2 separate regions of the Macaca mulatta genome follow, and region 1 is linked to region 2. Evidence: chromatin contacts called from public Hi-C data. All regions are on one chromosome and are shown on one strand. Each heading gives the region's core, a stretch centred on a gene start, on an enhancer-like site or on the middle of the called end of the contact. The rest is flanking DNA. Distances are from core to core; before and after follow the strand shown.

Region 1 (6,742 bases), core at 2,730-5,229, 210 kb after region 2:
TATGGACCTTTTGTTATAAGCAATGAGAAGGATGACGCTGCCTCTTTCTCTTTACCTCTCTACACTAATCCAAAATCGACACTGGCATTCGGTTGGTATTCTGGAATAATTATGAGAAATTTGGCATAGCCATCCAAAAACAGCAGCTTCAGTGAGTATGTGAGTAACTAGCTGACAACTGAAAATGAATTGGAATGTTATTGAACATCTTGTTCATTTGTATTAGGAAAATAAGTTGCACATGGTCGTACCATGATCAATTTTCCTAATTCCAAAATCAGAAAGAAATAAACCTAAATTCCACAGGTTTGCAGAGAATCAATTGTACCCCTCCAAAGCCCCTTTTGAAATGAAGTGTTCTGAGCCAACTATTTGAAAGACAATAGAGAATGAAGGTAGATTCTAGAAACCAACAAATCCCATTCACTTCCTTCAGTTTGTAAAAACAAGCAACTGACATGTTTCCTGCCAAGGAACACACTGGTAGATAAGAAAGCTCCCTACAGGAAATCCTCGCTAAAAGAGACCAGTTGTGCCATTAAACTTAATCTTCTTTACCAAGTCCCAATCAGTTAAATATCTGGGTGATTTAGCATATATTTCATAATCCCATGTTGTCAAATATTTAACTTCTAAAGTACATATTTCTATGGCATACATGCACAATATTAAATAAACATTAAAATAGAGTTAGGATTCTTTTCCTCCCCACTCCCCATGCAATTAGTTGATGAAAATAAGGGAAATTTCCTGCTTTTTAAAAAGACCAAATTGTTAATTGAACAAGTTTTAAAACTGACCATTATTAATTAAGATAAAGCTATTCAATGCTTTAAATTGCCATGACTTGAAGGAAGACATTTCTAAATGAATATCAAGAACAGAAAATCTGAAGACTGCCATTAACAAGATTAGAAAAATATAAGGAATGTATTTGCTTTATATTTTACAAGGTTCAATGTTGATCCTCAAAGTCAAAATTTAGGACAGGGCCTCGTTGGTTATTTTTTGCTTAGCAAAATGAACCGGGGCGGGGTGGAGGCTAAGGGGAGGGGAGGTCTCCAAACTTTTTTCTATATAGTCCTCATGGAAATCATTACCAAGATACTGGAAATATTTGCAATTTTGATACTGGGAACATCTCAATTATCCTAAAAACAAAAGCACTCTTCCCCATCCACAAAACAGTAAACTTTTCTATCATAAGTCAACTGGATAATAATAATGACAATTATGAAGCAGTTCTTATTTTCATTTAGATTTTCCTTTCCCTGGTTAGCTTCTGAGAACACCCTCTCTTATATTTCCCAAAGTACCAGGCAATCTTCATCCCTCCCCTTCACCCCCCTACCCCCACCCCCACCACCCCACACACAAACGCAGCCTTAGAGCAGGGTTCTAAAAGGCCACCAGTCTGTAAGTTCCATTGCTTGAGTTCAACTTTGAACCCTCTTGTAAACACAAACACCTCATTATAACTTCCCCAGATGACTCCTCATCCACAGGTAACATTCTAACCTTTCTGACTCTCAAAAGAGTTTTGTTCTAACAGTAGACACACAAATCAGTTTGATTCCACAATTAAGTGTTCAGATACATTGTTCTCAGCCTTCCCTTGCACAGCTCAGAGGTGGCAAAATGCAAAGTAAGCCTGGGGGCTCATCCTTGCTTTAAGGCTGTTTCCTCAAATATTTCCAATAAAAATACAGTTATGAAATCTAGGAGACCACATTTTTGGTTGTTGTTGTAAAATGACCTTGATTTGACAGGCACGATCTCAGGTTTCAACAGATGCTGTGGGAAAGCTTACAGAAGCCAACATGTTCTCCAGGCATCTGTGATGACATGCAGGTTTTGTTTTTGTTTTTGTTTCTTTTTAAGTGGTGGTCATGGTAGAGTATGTATGTGTAGTGGGGGTGGGGTGGGGTTACTCCTCTCGGTTTCCATGACAACCATGTCTCCACTCATCAGTTATTAGATACAATCCACTTCCTGTGTCTAAATTTTTAAGCCAATCAGAAAAGTGTTTATACATTTAACAACTTCTGGGACAGTGCTTCTTTAATGAAATCGCTTTAAAGGCTCAAATGAAGATGTTTACGGTCTGTGTTACAGATACAACATTGCACAATGTTTACTAATTCATATTTTTATATGGTGCAGAATGCCCTTCTTCTTGGATGTGAAATGCATTATCCTCAAAGCAGATGCCACAATCTCTTAGAATAGTGTGCAGGCTGATTTTGATTGTTTTCTTTTCATTGTCTTTTCCTTTCACTGTCACAATTTTAGACTTAGTGCATGAAACGTGCTAATGCACAAGGCACTTAAATTATCAAAGTAATGATACAGTTAAGCATCCATCTACTGATGGTCCTTTTTAAAGACTCAGATCCAAAACCAGTTAGGAATCATTATTCTAAGTTGAACAACTTGGCATTCTACAACTTATGAGCAGAAATCATTGAGAATGTATTGTAAAGTGCTGTATCTATACGTGTAAGCTAGTAGCTTACGTCTGCAAAGAAATTTGTCACCAAAATGGCCTACTTTATCTGGATAGAAACAAAAAAATTAAACATAAAGGTATCTCGAGCAAACTGCACCCGAATGAAAAACCGACCCTGCAGAAATCTGTGCACAAGAGGGCTACGTGAAACTACAGCACGATTTTAAAAGAAGGTTTTGGGTGACTGTTTTCCTAAGTCTCAATCTAACTGACCAATCAGTGTGAGAGTTAAAGTGGGCTCCAGTCATTCTTGCAGCCTTCAGAGCTCTGCACCCTCCGAGCTGCTCTCCTCTCCAAGGCAGAGCCGGCGATCAATGAAAAACAGGGAACAAAAGGAATATAACAGGATGTCTTCCTTAGCTAAGGAAAACGATTCCCTTTTTCCTCAATGAGCCAGTCGCACCCTGCCTACGACAGCTCCACACGGGAGCTTCCAGCAGACCAGTCCTTTCGGGTGAGGCACATTTTACATTTGCAATCATGTGTCCCAACTGCTAGCAAATGTGTCACCTTAAGCACAGCCTGTGACAGAGGGCTCCCCGAGCCCAACCAATTGAAACTAATAAATTAAATAAATTTGTAATCCCACAATTAAAAGCTCCTGAGAAAGATTGCATTTCCCTTCCCCAAATGTCATCCCGGGAGTATAAACAAAGCATGAAAAATAGTCTCTTCAGCCTTCCCAGCCGGCAATCATGGTTTTCCCCTCAAAACAATGTTTCTCCAAAAAGAGAAATCTTATTACCCTCAGTGGAAACTCATCTATAGATGTCATATCAGGATAACCCGTTACAGTATTGAAAAGAGGCTGAAACTGCCCATAGATTTGACACTGTTTATAATTGATAGCAAAACAGTTGCGACAGCAATGCTGTAAACTCTGCCCAGCCAAACAAACTCCACATTTAACACGTTCCTTCCTTGAAAATAAAAGTAACGCCCGGGGAGCCCACAGAAGTGGGCTTCCCTAAAAGTAATTAACAGAATTGCATCAATTATTTGATTATTTTTATAAATATCTATTTGTCTGCAATTTTTTTTTAATTTAAAAAGCGACTATCCACACATTCCTAAGAAACTTTTTTTTTTTTTTAATGAACTTACTTTTGAGACAAAACTAATGAAAATAAGCAACTTGCCATGGCTGGATCTTTCCCATTTGGGCTGCAAGCTATAAATCAATCTGAAACCAGGTGGAAATAGGGGGGCGGACACCTACAAAAAAAAATCAAAGGGTGCCCCAAAATGCAGCAGCCTGAACACGGAGGGCTTCTCGTGGCAATGCTAAACCCGAGCAGATTAGGAGGCAGGAAATGAGCCCCATTTTCGTTACCTTCGATCGCCTGCCCCCCCGCTGCTTCTCGCGGCCGCATTGGGGGGCTGCGGCGACGCTGGACTCGCGGGTGGCCCCGCCGCCGGGTCGCGCCGTCTCCCGGCCGAGCTGCAGCAGATCGCGGCCGGAACCCCGGCTCCTGCGCCCGGCGCCCGCCCGGGGTCGGCGGCGCGGCTCCCACCCGGGCCTGGAGCCCTGCTGGGTCCTAGTGCGCGCCGCGCGCCCGCCTCGCGGCCCGGTCTGCAGCCCGCACCGAGGGCAGGCAGCTCCCAGCGCCGCGAGTCCCCGGGCGAGGCCGCCACCCCCTCGGCCCCTTGCGAAAGCGGCCGCGGGGTGTGCGGATGAACTGGAGCTTAATTTCAAATCCTGGCACAAGATGTTCAAAAGAAAGACATTGGCTCCAACTGAACTCTTAGAAGGCAGATGCTAGGATCTGCAGCCCCAGGATAAGCGTAGGGCAGTACCTAGCAGACAGAGGTTTGCCCGGTGCACTGGTGATATTGGCGGTTCACAGACGGTGAGACGCGGTACGGGATCGATAAAGATAGATTTCAAAAATATAACGCTAAAAAGAAAAAAGGTTGAAAATGCGTGTGGTTAAAACAATGTTTTAAACTGTTTTTCCCAATATTTTCCCCCTGTTGACAGACCCTTTTGCATTTCGCTTTCTTTTACTTTATAATATGCTCTTTTAAATAACAAAGCCCCATATGGCTAAACATGTAGTCATTTGATTTTCAAAAGACCTCAAAAATTGCATCAAAATATGCACTCATGTATCTCCTAAGAAATCAACGAGAAAGAATTAATGGTGGCATATGGCGTGCCTCATAGAGAAAACTTAATTACAAATTAAAACAAATGCAAAAATTCACAAATTCAGTAAACTGAAAGTAAATTATGATCCTAGATGTATACACAAATCAGCTCGTGTACAATTAGGAAGACTGTAAATTCCAGGTTTCTCTTTCACAAAGGGGAAAGGGTGTTTGTTACATGAACTCATATCAGATTCCTCTCGTTTGCCCCTAAAAGAGCTTTCAGCAACCTCTTGGCACATTCATTTACTGCAGCCCACCTGGAAAGCAACTTTTAATCTTGCAAGTGCTCATTTAAGAGGACAATTCTATTAGCCCTTAATTCAAAATAAAAGTGCTTTAGTTTGAAAAGCCTGCTTGAAAGGCTTCAAGACTGGGAGCTTTTTTTCAGTCTTTGGTATCACCAAGTTTGAAGGTCACAATTCTGCAAAACTGCTAATAACAATGGCACTGTGGTTTACACCATAAGGAAAATCAAATATGTGCTTTCTGATTTCTATTTTTGAAGCAGAAAAAGTCCCTTTGAAAAGTACTCTTGCCCTCCCCCTTTCCAATTTTAGCTAAACAAGTGTAATGGAAGATTTTTAGTATTAATTAAACATCAAAGGCACTTTCTCTGATGCCTTGTATCCACGCAAAAAAAAACTGGTTGTCATATGTTACACTTGTCAATCTTAAATTACTTGCACATACATCTCATGAGATCTTTACCACATCTCTGTGAGAAAGCAGATACAATAATCTGCAATTTTCAAATGAGAAATTGGAGGTCCCAAAAGGTAAACTGACTTGTTCAAAAATCACATGGCTGGTGAGCAGAGCAGCTGGAATCCCATCCTGTCTCTGATTCCAACAAGCCCTGTTTTTTGAGTGCATCACCTGGCCTCCCAACTATCTCTCTGTAAGTACTGTGGAAAATGAAGCATCTGAAACAAAAATGCAGGTAGGTTTTTTTAGTCATCATTTCTTACCTGTCTCAGAGCAGCAATTTGCCAGCAAGGAAATATGAGGCTTGTTGGAAGTATGTTAGTCTCTGCTAAAATGAGAAAGATGGCTAGGAAGACCCACCCACACTGGTCAGATTTCTGTCCTGGAGCTGCCCAGGGCAACCTGGCAGACAGAAAACTTCAAACTCTGAGGCTGAGCAATGCCTCATCCCCCGTACGTCTTTTTGCTCTTTATCAGAAATTAAGAACTGACTCCACTTGACACATGGAGGAGTAGCGTTTTCTCAAATTGAACTTGGGTTGCTATGAGCAGTCGCAGCACCGAAAGGCCTCAAAAACTCTGGAAATTCATATATAAGGTGGCCTATTCGTGGGATCCAGGGTATCTCTGTCCAGACCTGATGACCCCTGGAACTTTGATGGGTCTCTAGGACATCCCTTCTCAGCCCTCCTGCACCCATGGTAAAGTCAACACCCAGTTCTGTGTGTGGCCAACCCCTTCCTCCTCCTCTCTGCCAAAAGGAAATGTAACTTCTCTGATGATATGTCCTTAAATGCCAGCCAGGTGACGGGCTGGGTGACATTTAACTGAAAAAAAAAAAAAAAACAGAAACATTTCATGCTGAAAAGTGATTCATTCCTTTTCTCGTGCAGTTCACAAGGACTGGGCTAGGCATGGCTATACATTGGAAAATGTGTCTGACCTTCCTGGAAGGATTAAAGCAAAACGTACTTGATGAATTCATTTGATCCCTTTGTTGAAAACTGGTCTAATTACTTTATAGTCACACCATCCATGTGCCTGGCAAATATTGCAAATGCTAGGCTCAAAGCAATCTTAGCCCCAGTAGCAAATGATGAGAAGCAATGCTGGGAAGAAATGCTGGTGGTGAGCTGAGTTCACCTCTAGCTCAAAGCTAGAGCACACCAGAAGAGGTACTGGTCAGAAGAAACTGTCATTCATTCATTCATTCATTTGTCCATCCATTCATCCAATTGTGTATGTATCAAATGTTGAGCAAGGTACTGTTCTAGGCTCTGGGTAGAAAAAATAAAGTTTTCAAGCACTCCTATCGTATGGAGCCCACAGACAGGCAAACAATTGCAGTGCAGTGGTACCAGTGGAGCCATAAAA
Region 2 (7,129 bases), core at 1,084-3,583:
TACTTCACGGTTAATGGCTGCCCTTGGAATACTGACCTTTGTTAAGACTCTAAAACCAAAGTGAACCATCCACACTGAGGGATGATAACTGAGAACCAAACAATTCTGCAAACCACCGTTTTATCTTTATGGAAACCCTATCAGTGGGAAACCCTCAAATAGTACAAACGCTAATAAACAGTACATAACTAATAGGCTTGGGGAAAGGAAATTCTTTAAAATTATCTAAATGAATTAGATAGAATAAAACCTACTTACAACTGCTACTTTAATGTGGTGAACAGAAATTCATTTTTAATAGAGAAAAATTTTAAATTAAAAAAACAAAAAAAAACAAACCTTGGGTTCCAGACACAGAGGCTTACCTGACTCCTCTCTTTGTCCACTTTCTTAAAACACTTATTCAGTGACAAATTGTGTCTCACGGAGTTTTTCCACCCAGTAGGTGCATTTGCAAAATACGGAAAATGTTCCAAGATCCAGTTGTAGATATCCTTCACTGGCAGGCGCTTGGTCGGAGAGTCCTCGATGGCCATAAATATGAGGCAGCTGAAGGAGTAGGGGGGTTTGCAGTTAGGGTTCTGCCTGGCATCGTAGGGCATGTCAGAGTGGGCGGGGGACGGGGGGGTGTCATCGTCCAGGTCCTGGACGGGGCTGACACTCCTGAGGACCGACTCCCCAAAGCTCTTCAGCAAGTTCTTGCTCTCGTGCAGCCAGTTCAGGTTGGTCAGCTCTTCATCTTCCATGGCCCCCTCTTCTAATCGGATGTCAGGCAGAGAAAAGTCGAGGTCATCGTCTTCCTGAAGGGCCTTGGAGAAACCGCTGCCCCGGTAACACTGACTCAGTCCACTGGAGACACTAATTCCTGAGCTTTCTGGCTTCTTACTGGGAGGCATGACTGGACCCATTTACGTGAAGGCTCCTAGTAAAGACATCACAAAGAAATGATGAGCTGGCAAGGCCCAAAACAGAAAGGCAGACTGTGCCCCTCTGACTCTGTTGCCTCCCACGGCCCCCTCTGTGGAACCCCTGCCACACAGGACCACCACCTCGTGACTCCCACGCTGAGCAACGCAATCCCACAATTCCACTACAGATAGGCTGACGAGAAAAATCAGCCCACTGTTGATATAGCAAGGCGACCTGATGCCCCTTAAATAAAACAAGACCGATAACACCAGCCAGGCATGGTGGCTCGCGCCTGTAATCCCAGCACTTTGGGAGGTTGAGGCAGGAGGATTGCTTGAGACCAGGAGACCAGTTTTAAAGTACATTAAATTTTATTGCGAATTATTTTCTCTTCCGAACAGAAGAAAAGCAAGTAACTTCAGGCACCACACGAATACATGGGAATGTAAGATAAGCCATTAACTGAAATTAGAACTGGTGAAAAAAGGAGAGCAACTGCCAGTTTCAAGACAGTAAATTCAATTCAATTCAACAAAACAGGCCACAGAATCCTATCCCTCCACCCCGACCCACCACCATCCCCATTTTTATCAATGACCTAGAACATGGAGTAAAATAACATCTGATGAGAAAAGAAAACGAGGAGGTGGTACATTTACAAACAGAAAGACCCCTACAGACGCAAAGCATGTTCAACCCTCCAGCACCCAATGTAACACAGAAAGAACAGTAAAGATAACCAAAAAGGTCTCCCACTCTCTGTAACGCTAAAACAATACGCTTGGTTTGAGAGTGTTATGTTTTAATTCCCCACAGAAACAACCGGTAAGAAAATCAAGCATCTATCTAGAAAACAAATGAACAGGCTGGGCATGGTAGCTCATGCCTATAATCTCACCACTTTGGGAGGCTGAGGCGAGAGGATCACTTGAGCCCAGGGGTTCGAGACCAGCCTGGGCAACATGGCGAAACCCTGTCTCTACGAAAAATACAAAAATTAGCCGGGCATATGCCTGTAGTCTCAGCTACTTGGGAGGCTGGGTGGGAGGACTGCTTGAACCCGGGAAGCTGAGGCTGCAGTGAGCCATGACTGCACCACTGCACTCCAGCCTGAGCAACAGAGTGAGATCCTGTCTCAAAAGTTTTGAAGAAAGAAAGGAAGAATGAAAGGAAAGGAAGAAGGGAAGGGAAGGAAGAAGGGAAGGGAAGGGAAGGGAAGGAAAGGGAAGGGGGAAGGGGGAAGGGAAGGAGGAAGGGAAGGAGGAAGGGAAGGAGGAAGGGAAGGAGGAAGGGAAGGGGGAAGGGAAAGGGGAAGGGAAGGGGGAAGGGAAGGGAAGTGGGAAGGGAAGGAGGAAGGGAAAGAAGAAGGGAAGGGAAGAAGAAGGGAAGGGAAAGGGAAGGGGGGAGGGGAGAGGAAAGGAGGGCAGGGGAGGGGAGAGGAATGGAGGAGAGGGGAGGACAAGGGAAGGGAAGGGCAAGGAAAGGGAAGGGAAGGGAAGGGCAAGGGAAGGGCAAGGAAGGAGAGGAGAGGAGAGGAAGAAAGAGAGATGAATGAACATATTTAAAAGCAAAGACATAGGCGTGGCATGGTAGCTCATGTTTGTAATCACACCACTTTGGGAGGCTGAGGCAGGAGGATCTCCCTTGAGCTCAGAAGTTCAAGCCCAGCCTGGCCAACATGGTAAAACACCATCTCTACCAAAAAAATACAAAAATTTGCTGGGTGTGGTGGTGTGTGCCTGTAGTCCCGGCTACTTGGGAGGCTGAAGTATAAGGATCACTTGAACCCAGGAGGTTGAGGCTCACTGCACTCCAGCCTGGACAACAGAGGGAGACCTTGTCACAAAACAATAAATAAAATTAAAAAGGCAAAGATGTGACCCTTCTATGTCTCTTAAATGTTCATTAACACTACATCTAAAACAACTGCCGCTTCAGCTGGGGAAGCTCTATTAGGGAATTCTGGAAGGCATAATCCTGGGAACTAACCAACCAGCCAAGGGTGCCAGTGAATTAGAGCACCTTCCCTCTTCCAAAAGGTAGAACCTGCTAGACGCAAGGCCTAAGGGGGAGCTGTCATGAGAGGCCCAACTGTTTTGTGTTTTTTTTTTTTTTTTTTTTTTTTTTGAGACAGAGTCTCACTCTGTTGCCCAGGCTGGAGTGCAGTGGTGCGATCTCGGCTCACTGCAACCTCTGTCTCCCAGGTTCAAGCGATTCTCCTGCCTCAGCCTCCCGAGTAGCTGGGACTACCGGCGTGCGCCACCATGACTGGCTAATTTTTGTATTTTTAGTAAGACGGCGTTTCACCATGTTGGCCAGGATGGTCTCGATCTCATGATCCACCCACCTCGGCCTCCCAAAGTACTGGGGTTCACTCACAGGGAGTATTTCTTTCTATCAAATAAGGAGGTTACCCTGACACATTTCAGAGAAAAAACAAGCTAGCATCTTTAGGCTTGGGGATACAACAGAGTCTGGTCTGATCCTGGCTTTAACTTCTTTATGAACGAATTATAGCACCACTTGTCTTTCTTAAAAGTTTCCTCAGATCCCATCAGAAAATTTTCTGATGACCAGCAAATGCCCACAGTAGAGTATAAAAAAGAACTACCCAGCCACTGAAGTCAACTTTAGCTCTAAATGAAAGTTTTATGTCTCCTGAGCTTCCAAACAGGAAAATTATATCATGGCTGACAGTAAAGTAATTTAATTGCACTGTTGCTATGACAACATGCTGCTCTCTTTCTTTTTAATTTGCTTATTTGTCAGTAGCTTCCCAGAGGAACTAACACGCTATTCTCCATGTTTCCTTTTGTTTTAAGCAAACACTGCCAGCAATATGGTTTTAGGAGAAAAAGTGGCATTGTCACGGAGAGAGGGTTATGGGAGTTCAGTACCCTTGGATCCAGTGTGCGCTTTGTGCTGGGACCCCGTACTCTCCAACCGCTCACTGCATCCCTATAAATCCCGCATTTTACAGCAACAGTGTAAAGAGCTGCTGATCACTACAGTTCCATGTAAAAACAAAACAAAACTAAACAAAAAAAAACAGTTCCCAGAAACCACAGCTGAGGAGTTTTCCATTATTATACTCTAACTACAGATTTCGCCAAATCTTTTTTTCCTCCTGTTTTAGAGGGAAAAAAAAAGAATCTGGATCATGTGAGTTGCAGTTAAGCAAACATTTTTAATCTGCTGCCAACAAGGCTGCTCCACCAGATACGCAAATAGTTATTCACTGGTGACCTCCTTACAACTTTACACACACACACACACACACACACACACGCACACACACACACGCCCTCTTTTGTTTTTATGACTTGCTGTGTTTTGTTACCCTTTTTATTTTTTAACGGAGAAAATGAGGCAAGAAAGCTTAGTTTCTCGCCTAGTAAACAGAAGGTCTCCAAATAACTGACAAAGACATTACTGGCCCAGCTCTGAACAGATGTTTGATGCGAACTTTAAAAAGTTAAGAAATCCTGCCAAAGCGGAGCAGGGCAGTCGCAAGTTTGGGGGGCCGAGTTACCCCCCACCCAGCACGCGCGCGCGCGCACGCACGCGCTTCACTCTCGTCTACTGTACTTGTCAAAAACATTTCAAGGGGACCTGCGGGAGTGGCGATTGGCTGCATCCCGCGTCAATCAGCGGCGTTGCCGGGCAACGGGGAAAACTGCTCTTCTCCCCGTATACAGGGCAATTGGGAGCTCGCATACCTTCACTGCCGGTCAGATGTCATAAACCTTTTATTGGCCGCACCGCGGCGAGCCTCGAAAACAAATCAATAAAAGCCCGCCGTCCCCCAACTTATCCAGGGCCCAAGGAGGGTTTCAAAGAGGGCCGGGATGAGGGGGGTCGGGCCTCGGGGTCTCCGGAGACGTTCGTTGCCTGTGCCAAGTCTGCACAGTTTGGGGGGGAGGGATCTTTGTTAGGAGCCTGTTTCTCATCTTGGGGTCTCCACTTGATCGGAACCCCCTCCCTGGCCCGGAACGGCGGGGACCCCGTCCTCCGCAGACAATACCAACTCTGTTCCTTGCGGGCTTTTCGGAAACCGAGGCACCGGAAAGCAGCACGCACGTCGGGGCAGGAAACTCTTCGGACCCGGCAACTTCCCGGCTGGGGGCTCCCGGGCCCCCCACCCGACCCTCCCCCCAGGACCTGCGGGGTCCCTCGTCTTCCGAGAGCGGCGAGGTAGTCTCCAGGACCGTCTCGGACGCGCCTCCCGCCCCGGGTGCCCCCCGAGCCCACGCGGGAGCCTGCGGGAGCGGGGCGCAAACTCACCTGGCCGGAGCGGGGCACGGGGGCGCGGGGGAGCCGCTGCCCTTCAGCGGGAGCCGACAAACTTTCGCGGGCGCCCGGCGGGCATCGCTCGGTGGCCCCGCTAAGGACGCGCGGGAGCGGCGCGGCGAGCCCGGGGCGGCGGGCGGCGGGGGGCGGCCGCGGGCGCGGGCGGCAGGGGCGCGGGGGTCGCGGCGCGGCATGGGACCTGCGGCGTCCGCCGGGCGCGCCGCGCGTCCTCCCGCCGGCCCCGCCGCTCTCCCCGCCCCGTCCCGCCTCCCGCTCGCCTCCGCCGCGGCGCGTCGGGCCGGGGCGCGCCGAGCGGCGAGAAATTGTTTCCACTGCAAACAAAAAAAGGCGACACATGACCAGGCAGGAGGAGGGGAAGCGCGGGGAGGGAGGAGGGCGGAGGGAGGGACAGAGCGGAGGGCGGAGGGAGCCGGAGAGAGGGAAAACGTGGGCCTGGCCGCCAGCGGCCTGGGGCGCGGGGCACGGACCCGCCGGGGCGGACCCTGCCCGCGCCCCCGGCATCCACCAGGACGCAGCCAGGGCCGAGGCTGGGGCTGGGCCGCGCGGCCTCGCCTCCTGGGCCCCGCGGGGCGGGGGTGACCGGCGTGGGTCCCGCGACCCGGGGCGGCAGCGACCGTGGGCGGTGGGGCAGGTGGGGCAGGCGGCGCGTGCCCTGTCCCCTCCCCGGGCTCCGGCCACACGAGCGGGCCGGCGCTTCGCTGCTGGCAACGTGTCGCGGGAACGCTCCTACCCCATCTGCATGCCTTACATGGCTCGAAAGTAAAAATAAAAAGAATTACGATGCGGGCGAGGCTTGTGGGGGTGAGAAGAGGAGATTCCGCTTCTCCCGTGCTGCGTCCTGATAGGACCCCCAGGGCCTTCCGAGCCCTCTCCCAGCGACCACCTCGTGTCCCGGAGGTAGGCACCGCAGTGTCCCACCCAGGTGGCCGCGTGTCTCCCGAGGGAGGGCCGGTGGCCATTACAAGGCAAGAGGCACGTCCTAAAGGCCACGCCGGTCGGGCCTCTCCAGTGGGTTGTGCGGAATGTCCCGGCCGGCCTAGAGCGAAAACAGGTCTCATTTCCATCTCAGTTTGAGCTCTCAGGAGCCAGACTGACCATTCCCAAGCCACCCAGCGAAATGGTGCAGCCACCACTCTAAGTCTCTAGGCACCTCCAAATAATAGCACCCACTGCCAAAGCCACACCAACCAGCCGCCTTAGGAGAGGATGAGAGGAGAGAGTCCAACAGGACACCCTGGTGGTGACAAAAATAAAAATGTGATTGCACATTACTCCCAGGTAGTGAAATCAGTTGGTTCCTCTGCAGAAGAGAAGCCCAGGGCACCCTTCCTGCCACCCCGTCCTGAGGCAGTGGACAGGACATTGTGAGCTGTCTGAAGACTACAGAAAAGCCAGCGAGTAGACCTGGAGAAAGCTTTCTAGCGTGCAGTACTTTTAAACCTAGCCAAAAGGAGGGACTAAGGGAAACACCAGCTAGGCTTCTGAAAATTTTTTCTATCTCAAAAAATAGACCCCCCATCTGAGAATCATTACCCCTAACAGAAGTTCAAGATGGCAGGTTACAAGTCTTCAGCAAAGATGTGCCTTTCAGACTCACAGGAGACCTTACCTCTTCCAAGTAGTGTGGTATCTCCCCATCAGGAGACAGTTCGGAGGTGGAAGCCCAGGGGTAGCCTGAGGTCATCCAGCCCCACCACTTTGATAACTGAGCACCTGACGCCACCTACCCAAAGTCACTAAGCAAAAGGCACAAGGTGGCAGAGACAGGTCAGATGATCTCTGAAGTCTCATGCCAGAGATTCTCAGGGTTAGAAGTGGTAACAAAGCCAGGTTGAGACAATGTGTGCCCTGCTCTCCTGTAGCTCTGGCTAATGCAGGTCCCGCCCCTCCATCAGCATGTCAGTTGAGG

What was found. A called contact is a pair of places that touch in the nucleus more often than the background predicts.
Region 1: a Hi-C map of fetal cortex germinal zone shows a contact between it and region 2, with 2.2 times the contacts expected there. The contact joins the promoter of FOXN3 here to the promoter of LOC114679618 in region 2. A contact is called at or near these places in 3 of 14 Hi-C or Micro-C datasets (fetal cortex germinal zone, fetal cortical plate and liver).

The regions. Positions count from the first base shown.
Region 1 is chr7:162,867,687-162,874,428 of T2T-MMU8v2.0, forward strand. It overlaps FOXN3 (forkhead box N3), which reads right to left and starts at 3,980. Exons shown (of 8, transcript XM_077941602.1): 1 at 3,843-3,980.
Region 2 is chr7:162,661,023-162,668,151 of T2T-MMU8v2.0, forward strand. It overlaps LOC114679618, which reads left to right and starts at 2,334. Exons shown (of 2, transcript XM_077941603.1): 1 at 2,334-5,103. The coding sequence starts at 4,361. FOXN3 (forkhead box N3) reads right to left here. Exons shown (of 8, transcript XM_077941602.1): 4 at 366-922. The coding sequence starts at 908.